Regions from separate parts of the Mus musculus genome. Here region 1 is linked to region 2. Evidence: chromatin contacts called from public promoter capture Hi-C data. All regions are on one chromosome and are shown on one strand. Each heading gives the region's core, a stretch centred on a gene start, on an enhancer-like site or on the middle of the called end of the contact. The rest is flanking DNA. Distances are from core to core; before and after follow the strand shown. Region 1 holds the start of Cpb2 (carboxypeptidase B2 (plasma)). Region 2 has its middle 41 kb from the start of Rubcnl.

The links. Promoter capture Hi-C pulls out the DNA fragments that hold promoters and counts their contacts.
Region 1: a contact with region 2 is called in a promoter capture Hi-C map of liver. The contact joins the promoter of Cpb2 here to the enhancer-like site in region 2. A contact is called at or near these places in 5 of 39 promoter capture datasets (the C10 cell line, embryonic stem cells, liver and 1 more), 1 of 15 datasets of contacts at CTCF or cohesin (large pre-B cells), 2 of 484 Hi-C or Micro-C datasets (bone marrow-derived macrophages and erythroblasts), 1 of 115 datasets of contacts at active chromatin or transcription factors (the HPC-7 cell line) and 2 of 9 other capture datasets (adipose tissue and pancreatic islet).

Annotation. Positions count from the first base shown.
Region 1 is chr14:75,236,861-75,243,619 of GRCm38.p6, reverse strand. It overlaps Cpb2 (carboxypeptidase B2 (plasma)), which reads right to left and starts at 1,333. Exons shown (of 11, transcript NM_019775.3): 1 at 1,195-1,333. The coding sequence starts at 1,265.
Region 2 is chr14:75,053,342-75,059,758 of GRCm38.p6, reverse strand. No RefSeq gene overlaps it. Among named protein-coding and RNA genes, the nearest start is that of Rubcnl, 41 kb to the right of the region's middle. Within about 2 kb of position 4,953, at least 34 of the 459 cell types and tissues checked have an H3K27ac peak or open chromatin away from gene starts, as enhancers often do. A contact at or near this core is called in liver and pancreatic islet, where this site is marked.

The DNA.
Region 1 (6,759 bases), core at 84-2,583, 190 kb before region 2:
TGCCTCTACAGGAACTGGGTTAGGGTTAGGGTCAGGGTTACGGTTACAGTTAGGATTAGGGTTAGGGTCAGGGTTACGGTTACGGTTACGGTTAGGGTTAGATGATGTTATCAGAGTTGCTGCTACCTTCTAACAAAAGACAGTCATCAAGTTATGGAATATTAGAACCTACAAAGATCCTAAAATCATACTTACTTAACTATTAATAAAATATAGATGCACGAGTCACCAACTGTTCTAGCACTTCTGATCTTTGTATGAACTCATTAACAGCCAGTCTCTCACAATGGAATTTACTGCTTGCTACTTGACAATCACACTGAACAAAAGAGAATCAGCCAGCTATCCTAAACACAGCTTCAGCTGTACAACATTACCTGAATGAGTGAACATTCTATGGGTTTTCTAACTCAGAAAAGATTTTGACGCATAGACTTTTCCCCACCCAGACAGATCAAGTGCTGTCTCTCCCTGCGATTCTGTAAGAAGAAGACAAGGGCCCATCTCAGAGACAACTGGAAAAGGGTTATAGATACAAAACAAAAAAAAAGTATCACCATCCCAAAGTTATATGTCAATTTTAAAGCTTAGCCTCGCCTAGTTAATAATAATAACCAAGCAGGTATGCTGCAACTGTTATCCCATGTATTCAGTGTGCTCTAACATTTATTCATTTGTGTCCTAATTAGTTTACGGTCAAAGATTCTCAGGAAATCACTCCAACGAAGCTAATGAAGAAATAGCTAAGTTCTTCTATCCGTCCATTGTAACTCAGCACCCTCTCTCGGTCTCTGCTCAATGACTGTGTGTAATCCAGGTCTATTTCATACCTTTACCTTTAGCCTCTCCTATGCTCTATGAACAAGATTAAAACTTATTTATTTAGTTCATATATCTATGTGTTAAGGCAGGAAGAATATAAATCATGTGTTATGTGAAGGTACAGGCGATTCGTCAAGGTCCGATTTGTTTATTTAATCTCCATAGCCTCTGAGTATACTTATCACACTGGTAAAATGAAAGCAGAAAATGGAAAAAAAAAGTACTACTGATACCCTGTTATACCCAAACGACTTCAAGTCTCTGAAGGAACTGGCCTCTACCCAGTTGGCTCTCTATCCCAGGACACTACTTCTGCTCTGTGAGAGGCACACAAGTGGGAAGGACCCAGCCCGCCTAGGCCCCTGGTGTTACCTCTGAAAGGCGAAGCCATGCTGCTCATAGAGGATGATGGCTACCAGGATTCCAAGGCCATGAAGCTTCATCCCAACAGTGACTTGTGAGCAAGCCCTTGGGGAGAAAGTCCCAGGTAACTAATTGCCTAAGAGCCTTCTTTGCACACTGGTTAAAGTGTAACAGTGGGCTCCCTCTGGCTCCCGCAGCTCAGTTTACTGAGCCTCCACTCCCACAGTCTAAAAGAAACATACACGTACAATTAGTTAGGTCGTCTGATATCTGAACCCTCAAAAAACCAAAACAACAAATCATGATGATGAGCTCAACCATTGTGTTTAATTTAGACAATTTTAATCCTGGCATTGTGGCATGACGTCATGAAAGTCATGCAATTGAACTAAACAAACTCAAAAAGGTTCATGCTTTTAGTAAATTTCTGATTTTGCTTTGGGCCTCTTATAAATGCATTGTAGCAATTTGCTAAACACATGAAACTCAAGGAGAATGAAGACTGAAGTGTGGACACTATGCCCCTCCTTAGATTTGGGAACAAGACACCCATGGAAGGAGTTACAGAGACGGAGTTTGGAGCTGAGATGAAAGGATGGACCATGTAGAGACTGCCATAGCCAGGGATCCACCCCATAATCAGCATCCAAACGCTGACACCATTGCATACACTAGCAAGATTTTATTGAAAGGACGCAGATGTAGCTGTCTCTTGTGAGACTATGCCGGGGCCCAGCAAACACAGAAGTGGATGCTCACAGTCAGCTAATGGATGGATCATAGGGCTCCCAATGGAGGAGCTAGAGAAAGTAGCCAAGGAGCTAAAGGGATCTGCAACCCTATAGGTGGAACAACATTATGAGCTAACCAGTACCCCGGAGCTCTTGACTCTAGCTGCATATATATCAAAAGATGGCCTAGTCGGCCATCACTGGAAAGAGAGGCCCATTGGACTTGCAAACTTTATATGCCCCAGTACAGGGGAATACCAGGGCCAAAAAGGGGGAGTGGGTGGGCAGGGGAGTGGGGGTGGGTGGATATGGGGGACTTTTGGTATAGCATTGGAAATGTAAATGAGTTAAATACCTAATAAAAAATGGAAAAAAAAAAAAAAAAAAAAAGAAAAGAAAAAAAAAAAATAAATGCATTGTAGCTTGTGGATAGCCGGGTAGACACACCTAGGAGATAATTAATCCCTCAGAGAAGGCCTGGAATATTCTCAGAGGATATGATCTGATTCACGGAAGACTCACAGTCATGAAGACTGCCGAGACGATCCTGGTCCATGTCATGGAGAAGCCTCAGTGCAGAAGAATGCTTTCTTCCTCTGACTGTGTCCTTGTCAACATTTTCAACTTAGGTGAAGATAGAAGGTGAGTTTGCAAAATGTGGCTTAAAAAGCTGAGCAGCAGGGTCTGTGTAGAGAAGACTCTAGAGTCTCCATTAAAAATACCGTTCTTCTTCTCTTTTCTCTTCTTTTTTTTTTTTTTTTTTTTTTGGTTTTTCGAGACAGAGTTTCTCTGTATAGCCCTGGCTGTCCTGGAACTCACGCTGTAGACCAGGCTGGCCTCGAACTCAGAAATCCACCTGCCTGCCTCTGCCTTTCAAGTGCTGGGATTAAAGGCGTGCACCACCACTTGCCCAGCAAAAATATCTTTCTTTAACCATAAGGAAAGATAGGCCCAGTATCATGGGGCTGGTACAAGCAGTAAAGAGTTTAGGCAGGCTCTGGGTTATGTTTGTTCAGAGAACGTCATCAAGGTAGCCACTATCTCAATGAAGGCCCTCCACCCATCACTGAGCACCATCTGACATTCGGTTCAGTCTCAGGTGGCATCTGCACTCTGTAAGCAGACAGAGTCCTGACAGCCTTCCCCACATACCGGCTTGTAAATACACTAAAATGTTCCTGAGATTAGGGCAGGGAAATTTACAAATGAGTCCATCCAGTTTTTCCACAACAGACACCTGGGGGTAGGGGTGGGGGGTGGGGGTGGGGGTGGGGGGACGTTTCAGTCTTCCCCTGAGATTTAAAGCCACCAAAGCAAAGTCACTGGGTTAAGATGACTTCCCCTGAAAATGGTTTCTGTAAAGCAAATCACAGGTAGAATAGATCATAAATCGGTGGTTTTGCTCTCCCACAGGCATGTGTGGAGAGATGGCAGAGAAGCGATGGTGAGAGAGAGAGATATTTATCTGCATAAACCTTTTGAGTAGGGCATGCTGTGTTTTCACATCCCCAAAATAAAGGAACATAAATTCAAATGATGAATACAAACAAGAGCAAATAAATCTGGGTTTCAAGTAAATAACAGACACAGAGATGAGGAGGAGGAGGAAGGGGAGGTGGAGGGGAAGGGGAGGAGTGGAGGGGGAGGAGGGGGAGGGGGGAAGGAGAAGGAAACTAGCCCAAGTAACTCTTCCTTTTCATTGAAAACAAACCTTTTTTTTTTTTTTTCATACAACATACTCTGGTCATGGCATCCCCTTCCTCATCTCTTCCCAGGTTTTCCCCACCTCCCGTCCTTCCACCTCCATCCATCCTTCCCCTTTCTTTTTAGAAAACAAAACAGGCAAACTAAAAAACAAACAAGCAAAGCAGGATAAAACAAAGAAAAAGCACAACACACACACACCATAAAAACACAAAATCAGAAACCATAATATACACTCTAAAAACCAGTAAGGCGAAACAAAACAAAACAGCCCAAACAAAGCAATATGAGGAAAAAAAAAGAAAAAAAGCTACAAAACCCACTGGTGAGTTCCTTTTGAGCTGCTCATCTACTGCTGGACATGGAGCCTGCCCTTAAGTGTGGTTTGTATATCCAGTGAGACGCCATTGAAGAAAGCTACCTTTTCACTTCAAGCAGCTATAGCTTCTTGGTAAGGGATGGGAGCTCATGTCCAAGTCTTTCTCTGAACAAGGGGACCCCATCTAGCTTGGCCCTGTGCAGGCCCTGTGCATGCTGCCACAGTCTCTGAGTATACATTTGTACTGGATTTTAATGCTTATGGGTGAGGACCTGTGTGTTCGTATCTATTCACACGGATACATATGTGTGCGTGAGTTTTTATCTTCTGTGAGCACAAGAGGTAAGATTTTTTTTCTGACAAGTATAATAAATGTTGTGCTGTATATTTTGTGTTCTGTGTTCCCTAAAGATAGTATGAAAGTCAATATACTTTGAATTATAGCTCTTTCTGCTGAAGTAACTGGACATTTCCTTTAGTAACAGTCTATAGGGTGATATGATCTTTTATGTTCTTCGAGCCTGACTGTATTAGCTAGGGTTCATATTGCTGTAAGAAAGCATCATGACCTGCGGAGGAAAGGGTTTATTTGGCTTACATATACTGAACCACAATGCACTGAGGGAAGCCAGAGCAGGAACTCAAACTGAGCAGGATCCTGGAGGCAGGGACTGGTGCAGAGGCCATGGTGGCGTGCTGTTTACTGGCTTGCTCCTCATGGTGTGCTCAGCCTGCTTATAGAACCCAGGACCACAAGATCAGGGGTGATACCACTCACAATTGCTGGTATAGGAGACAACTTCCTGAACAGGAAACAATGGCTCAGGCACTAAGATCAACAACTAATAAATGAGACCTCATGGAACTGAAAAACTTCTGTAAGTCAAAAGACACCGTCAATAGGACAAGACGGCAGCTTGCAGACTGGGAAAAGTTCTTCACCAGCCCTGCATCTGACAGGGGGCTAATATCCAAAATATATAAAGAACTCAAGAAGTTAGACACCAAAATCCCAAATAACCAAATTAAAAATTGGGGTACAGAGTTAAACAGAAAATTCTTAACAGAGAATCACAAGTGGCTGAGAAGCACTTAAAGAAATGTTCCACATCCTTAGTCATCAGGGAAATGCAAGTCAAAATGACTCTGCGATTCCACCTTAGCCCCATTAGAATGACTAAGGTAAAAAAAACTCGGTAGAACACATGCTAGCGAGGATGTGGACCAAGGGGAACCCCACCCCCACCCCCGCCCCACTGCTGGTGGGAGTGGAAACTTGTACAACCTCTCTGGAAATCAATTTGGCAGTTTTTCAGAAAATTGCAAGAGCCAGCTATACCACCACTGGGCATATACCCAAAAGACGCTCCACCATACCACAAGGACACTTGCTCTACTATGTTCATAGAAGTTTTATTTGTGATAGCCAGAAACCAGAAACAACCTAGATGTCCCTCAGCCAAGGAATAGATAAGCAAAATGTGGTTCTTTTACAGATCCCCTTTCTCAGAGGAGAAAGGGACACGTTATGGGGGAGGGGGAGGATATGTGTGTGATATTGGGATCTAGGGCCAACATATAAATAATTTTTTAAATTACTACATGCTTGCCTACAGCCTGATCTCACAGAGGCCTTTTTTTCATTTGAGGTTCCCCTCTCTCAGATGACTCTAGCTTATGTCAGGTTGGCATAAAACCATCTAGACCGCTGACCTTAACTTTCTCTGTTGGTCCCAGACACGTAGTAGCTACACGTAGTGGCATGTATAGTAGGACTTCCTGTCCTTCAGTGTCTCTTGCTGTGCTGGGCATCTGCTGACAGGATCGGTGTCGCTCCTGGCACGTTAGCTGGGCTTTCTTCTTGATGCAACTCAGACATGTTTCTCTGGCCTAGACGTGTATTTGTTTTTTGTTTGTTTGTTTTTAATTATCTTTTGATTTGAGAATTTAGGTTTTGGTTTTTGTTTTGTAAATCATCCTTCCTTCTTTAGCTGCTACTGCTACTGGAGTTTGTCAGTCACTCCTTTATATCCTATGACTGTCCTTTCATGATTTAGAAAATCACGACCTTTGTCCCTGATTGTTCCATTTCTCATACTATCTACCAATTCATTACCCCATTCAAACAGATATCATAGTCACTAGAAAATCATCTCAGCAACTGAAAACCTTTCATAGGGCATTTATATATTTACCAATTTGGGGCTTTTGTCATTATTTTTAACGTACTGTGTAAAATTACTTTATTGCTCAATCATTTACAGTAAGATTGCTCCCTCTCTTCCTCCATGCCTTCATCCTGCCTCCCTCTCTCCTATCTTTCCGCCCTGCTGGGAATGAACTCCAGGGCCTTGTCTATGTTTGGCTCTCCGCCGGTCTCTTTTTCGGATCATGATGAGAACTTAGACTATTTCCTGAAAGTCGGTGTCACACTGCTCTGCCAGGTCAATAACACTCAGAGCAAATCTCTGTTCCTTGTGTGAAGGAAGATTTCGTTGCTGGCTCATTAGCATTTGAGTTAGAGTCCTGGTTTGCGGGCTCATTTTGAACAGGAAGCCTCTGTCTCTCTCTATGCCTATTTCTCACTCCCCATGAAATATATGATAGCATATATCCTATATATTGTATATTTTGTGTGTATATGCATTTATGTGTACATAGGCAGAAAGAAGTGTTGGTTAAAAATCATGTGTCTGACTGTGTTTTGGATTTTGTATGGGGGAGTACATATACCACATGGTTCAAGTGAGTCTCTACTAGAGAGCTGTGCTAAGGGCTGAACTGGGTAACGTCTAGAAGCAACTGGCAAAAGAGGTGGAC
Region 2 (6,417 bases), core at 3,704-6,203:
ATTGCTATTCACTATGCTACTGTGAACTAAGAAAGAGTATTCAAAGAAGCAGGAGGCCATTGGTCTAAGGCTGAGACTCCTCAACCTCAATATATAAACATCCTAAATGTATTTACTAATATATAATAGTATGCTGTATATTAAATGTATATGTAATATGTTATGTACGTATGTTATATATAGTATATGTTATACGTTATAATATATATATATATATATTTATTATAACACACATATATAGTACATATATTAGTAGGTCAGCCAGTCATAAGCTGTAAGCTACAGCCAATCACAGGAATCCCATAGATGAGACCATGATAAATAAGGCAAGTGTAGAGCTAGAACCAGTCAGGTCATTTCTTTCCTTTGAGGCTGTGGCCAGCCTAGAGCTGGCTGCTCACACTGCCCAGTGGGCACTGAAGCTCTTCAGACTCTGAATCAAATAACATACTTATTTTCCTAAAATTTTTAATAGATCTCTATTCCCGAAACTTATTAGAGGTGAGCATCTCTCCAGGCCCTATTGGTTAGCATGCTAATATTTTGAGTCAGATTATTTGTCCTGGGAGCATTTAATAGCATCTCTGTCCTCCACTCACCAGACACCAGCAGCAGCCTCCATTGTTGAAACCCCTGATTTCCATCATAGAGCTCTGCTCTTCCTGAGCCAACTGACCAATGAAAGTCACAGGGGACTCACATCTTCACAGACCGACTGTGCCTCAGGAAATGGCAGCCCACTGAAGTGAAAGACTCGATCCTGAGTGATGTGAGCCGTGCTTCCAAATCAACTCTGGCCTTTGGCCTTTGACCCTGCCTCAGCTTCCTTTGCCATACTGTAGCTGGAGGCTGGAATGGATCTAGAAACAACCAGGTCCACAAAGCTTTGCTTTAGTCAATGATGGTCTTCACGAAGAGTCATCTGTACTCTTTGATTTCTGTCTGTCTCCCTCACACTTAGAACCACTCTAAAGGAAAGACGCTGGCACACACGTGGAGTTCAGAGGACAACCTGTGGGAGCCTGTTCTCTCCTTCCAGCATGTGGGCTAGAGGTCTGAATTGACTTAACTCAGGTTTCATTTGTCTTCTCAGCATTGTGCTAAAAAATATTAATACTACTGTTAGAGGGACTCCAGCTTCACTTGTGGGAAATGGTGTTTTCTTTGGTATAACCAGTTACCAATTTAGACATGGTGGTGAAGTGCTTGCTGCACTAGCATGAAGACTCAACTTCAGACCCCGGCACACACATGAGGAGTGCACAGAGGTGTGCACCTGTAATCCCACACAGAAGAGAACCGCTTGGTCTGACTGGCCGGCCAGTCTAGTTAATTCATAAGCTCCGGGTTCTGTGGCAGTGCCTCTCTTACAAAGCAAGATAGAAAGCATTTGGGAAGACACCTGATGTCAACCTCGGTCCTCTACATGCAAACACATATGTGTACATACACATCTACTACATACAGAGGCACGCATCACATGAACATATTACACACAGTCATAAACTACACACACAAACACACACAAAATAATTTGTGTTCAGTGAGAGGAGATGTGCCATAAAGAGTGTAGTTCCATTGTGTGCACAATGTATCCTAGTGTGACCAGTGTCAGAATGTGGCCCCATTGTGTGCACAATGTATCCTAGTATGACTGGTGTCAGAGTATAGTCCCATTGTGTGTGCAATAGATTCTAGCGTGACTGGTGTGAGAGGTGTGGAGCAGGGAATAGGACAGAAGAAGCCAGGGATGTCAGAGTGCTAAGCACCCGCCCCCGGTGCCCTAATTCATCTGGCTAAATCTCACCTTATCCACATCTATAGCAGCACCACCAACTAAGTGTTCAAACACTGTGCCTACAGGAATATTTCACTTTCAAACCACAACAGAAGTGATTTCCTTAGAGCCTTCAGAGGTAAGGGGGTGTGCTCTAATGTCACTGTTCTGGGGACCATAATGAGCAAGGAGAACTGGTAACTGGTGGCTACTATCAAGCCCTTCCCCAAAGGGGTCTTTAAGTGCCCAGGAAATAGTACTTGCTCAATAAACTTTGTTAGTTTCTTCTCTTTTTTTTCCATTTTTTATTAGGTATTTAGCTCATTTATATTTCCAATGCTATACCAAAAGTCCCCCATATCCACCCATTAGTTTCTTCTTAATGTTAAAATGTTCTTCGGGTGAATGGGGCCGGGGCCAGAAAATGATAATAAATGACAATGAATAGAGACAGAATGGCGGAAGGGATACTTTCTCTTTCAAAAACAAACAAACAAGCAAACAATGTGGCGGCTGAAAATTTCTCTGCCTTGGTCCAGGAATGTGGCGGCGGGGAAGTTACATGGTGAAAGACTTATCTGTAAGGTTAGTGATTCAATGTATCCCTTTTAGCCTCGCCCTGGGCCCCAGCTTCCTGTTCCGGCTCAGGAGATCATTGTAGACACATCTGCAGGCATATAGGATGTTAGTCCCCGCCCTTAGGTCTAAACCTGTCCTGTTTGACACCAATCGATCCGACACTGTCCAGGGACTGCTGCTGATGAACAAGCCCTATTCAGCTCACTGCCAGAGGGGGACAAGGCAGAGAAACCCTTTCTCACTGGCAACATCCCTTGTGAAGGCTGCTTCCTTAAAACCAACATTTGAGGACCTGTCTTAAGAAGTAATGTCTTAACTGGTTTGAAAGGGGAAATCCTGGTTCCCCTTTCTCATGCCTCTAACAGAACCACATGGTTCTTTTCTGAATGATGCTCTGACAAGCAGACTCAAACAGAAATTGGAACTCCCAGCATGCGGAGGAAACAATGGTCTCACATCCTTGAGTGTGTGAGCCGCAATCCTAGCCATCGGGGATCAATCACATAACTGAAGTGTGTGAGGTAGCACTGACTCCTTCTCAGGCCTCTCTGCCTGCCTCTAGCCTCCTCTCATTCCAAGGTCTTGTGATCCTACCCCAGCCCACTAGTTTCCTGCTGCTAACGTCTGCACATCTGTCCATGTTAGGTAGTGACCAGGCTTTTCCTGAGAGCCAGGAAGCTGAGCTCTTTGCTATGGCCTTTCTTCTGCTATCTCTCTCCACACAGGTGGGAGACAGAGGCTATGGGGGCCACGATTACCCACAACTCCACTCCTCTTTAGAATGAAGCTGTGGATACCTGGGAACCTAGAATTTTCTGGAATATGGTACCAAGGGGGATTGTGAGAGAGCCAAAGTGTCATCGGGAGGGACAAGTCACACTCCTGAGAAGAACAGGAGGCAGAACCGCTCTCTCAGGAGCCCGTGAAGGTATCTTCATAAAGTAGGAGGGGAACGATTCCATCTCAGACATACAGTTTGCGAGCCGATGTTTGTGCTTTTAAAAAAAGGTTTATATTTATGGGGGCTTGGAGAGATGGCTCAGCACTTAAGAACACTTGCTGTTCTTGCATGTTTAGTTCTCAGCACCCACTTGGGTGGCTCACAACTATCCTTTAACTGCAATCCTAGGGACCCGATGCACCAAATGTGAACATGGAACTCTTACATTCATATAAGCAAGGCAGTTTGCTCCTGCCTCCCCAGTGATTATACTGTACGCGTACACGAGGAGTTTAGTGACTGGGCTATCTCCCGGGCCCCTAACATCACATTTGAAGACACTATTGAACTTTGCTTTGCCTTTTTGGCTGAGCCTTGGGAAGTCCCTTCTATTTTACACTCTCTGGACCTGGTTCTTCCTGCCTCTCCCAGGTCCCCTCCCCTCCCCTTCTCTGTAGCTGCCCTAGTGTATGTAGGTCTTCCTATGTCAACTACTAAGCCTCTGTTTTGTCCTCAGTGCACCCAGCACCCAATCCCTGCTGTCTTCCTGAAACAGAAGCCCAGCTGTGTCCCCTGGAACCCTGCTTAGCATTGCGCTGTGAGGACTGCAAACATCCTCCGGTCACTGGGCTGGGCACTGTGGGCTCTACCTTGCAGCTCCGTTCCCCACTAAATCCTTCTATCCCCCCCCCCACACACACACACACTCCCCTTTCCCTTTGTCAAAGCCACCTGGCTTCCCACGTCAATGCATCTGGGCTGTCAGTCCTCTCAAGAAGCTGCCCTCTTCCCTTTTCTTCAATATGGAGTCTGATTAGCCTTTGGGGATCTCCCTCCTGCTGCAAGAGGAAGCCATTTTGTATTTTGACAGCACCTCGGTGTTAGTGAATCTGCAGACCCCTCACCTGTCTTCCTCCTAAGGGCCCTGGAGCAGAGCCTGTACTTTACTGTCACCCAGGACTGGGCAGCAGTATTGTACTAGCTCCAACCTAGCCTTCAGCCCTTCTCCTGTCCCTCTCTGACATCTGGTTCACTCCCCAGCCTCTGCCTCAGATCTGCCTTCACCGGAAGTGTTCTGCCTCTCCTTCCATTTGTTGGATATCCCAGTGATGCCTCAGACTTGATTGGAAAACAAGAGTTTTCTTTTCAACGGACTTATTTCCCAGGGCCACCCAAAACAAACCTCATGGCTCTATCCCTATCCCACATTGATAGAGTGGCCTGCTCAGTACTGTTGATGGGCAGTGATCTGCTGCAGACTTCTGGTCTGTCCTCCTCCCCCACCCATGGGAGGCCAGGAAGGGAGGTGTGGTCTCACAGACTGCCCTCCAGAGTTCACTATGAGGCAGTCCAGGAACCTTCTTGGCTTTTAATGCCTTCTCCAGAACTTCTGTGGAAGTTTAGCTGCTGTTGTGGACAGTGCTGAGGAAGGACTGGAAGAGCCAGTGTTAGCCTGTAAGCCCACTTGCCCAAGGACAAGATAATTTCCTGGAACGCTGGGAGCGACAGTTCTTGGGAGATAAGTCACATGTTTTCCCTCCCTAAATGGTTTGTTTGAACTAACTACACCAGATGTGCTTGATCACACGTAGGCAGGGCAGGAAGAATGTCAGGACATATGCTTGCCCCCGATTGGACCCGATTGAAAACGAGTGAATTATGGGTTTCGTCTTCTACAAAATGTGACTCATTACCATTCCCTGGAAACCCAGGGGACGTGGTCAGTCCATCTTCTTGGCTAATATTTAACTAAAGCTTGTTTCAAATGTGGCTCAAAATTGTGGAACTGGTTTTTCGTAAGTGAATCTCTGAGGACCTCTGAGAGGCATTTAAGTCATGGGATCTCTGCTTCAGGGAGGGACTTATTCTACGGAGAGGGATGAAGTTAGGTAGACTCTCTGGTAGGTAAACCGATAGGGAGAGGACACGGATAGAGCTAAGAAATCTGGCGAATTCCCAAGATGGCCCCCTTCTTCCTTACCATCTTGACTTGAGACAAATGCCTGGGAGCTTCTGTCTCCCACTAGCAGAGCAGGCTCCCTGCTGATGGACTGTCTTGGCAAGTTCAAGGCCTGATCACCCATCCTATCTGTTTTCAAACTGACTAACCCTAAGGACAGGAGAACAACTCATGAGACGCTTTAGGAAAGCCCCAGGCTTTGAGAAGAGATTAGGTTTTCTGCTTTCAGAGTCTTTTTCTCTGTGTGTCTGCTGTGTGCACATTTCCTCATGTCACTTGGTCCCCACTCAGGCCACACCAGGCTTGACAGTCATGCCACCCTCCCCCTGGAAGCGTGTAACAGAAATAGTTGACAGAATATCCAGACAGAGGAGACGCTGATGTTTCAGTCTGCTTAGTATTCTCTCACTGAAAGTCAACCTCCTCCTCCTCCTCCTCCTCCTCCTCCTCCTCCTCCTCCTCCTCCTCCTCCTCCTCCTCCTCCTCTCCTGCCCCAACACAGACAGTAGGAGACCCTGGCGGGTGGGGCTGGGGATATCTGTAGCACACTGTTGACTGCCTTTGCTGTTTGAGAAGCTCAATCTAAGCATCAGCGCCAGGCAACATGATACCCAAGTATTATTGAGAACTGGTCAGCCTGAAGATATTCCAGGAAGGGATTTGACCCTAATTCTCCTCAAGTAGGAGCAGCTATGCAGGAGAGAAGGGGGAAACACGGGCTTACCCATGTTCTAGGAAGATGTATGTATAAGAATCATTAGAAAGAAAATTTCACCAGTTTTATAATCCACTGAACTTGGTTTATGTGCAGAGTGCCGCCATGTTAACCCAGATTCGTGTGTTTCAACACTTGCTCTCTACCTGGGGTCAGCTTACCATTGGGGCAGGCCTCTGGGGGTCTATCCCAGCCTTCACTCCCAGCTAGCTCTCTGCTTCCTACCTGTTTTGTATGCAGGAGTCTGCACCATGCTCTCCTCCTTGAACTCTGCCATTCCTTCCATGTTCCAGCAGAGCTGAAACCGTTAGATTCCAGTCAGGTTTTCCTCCCTCACATCGGCTCTGATGGGCATTTTATCACCGTTGTGAGAAAAGGCACCCCTATGCATCTTAAGGGATGCCTCAATGTTAAAGTGGTAACTGAGAGCATACTATTAAGAGCAC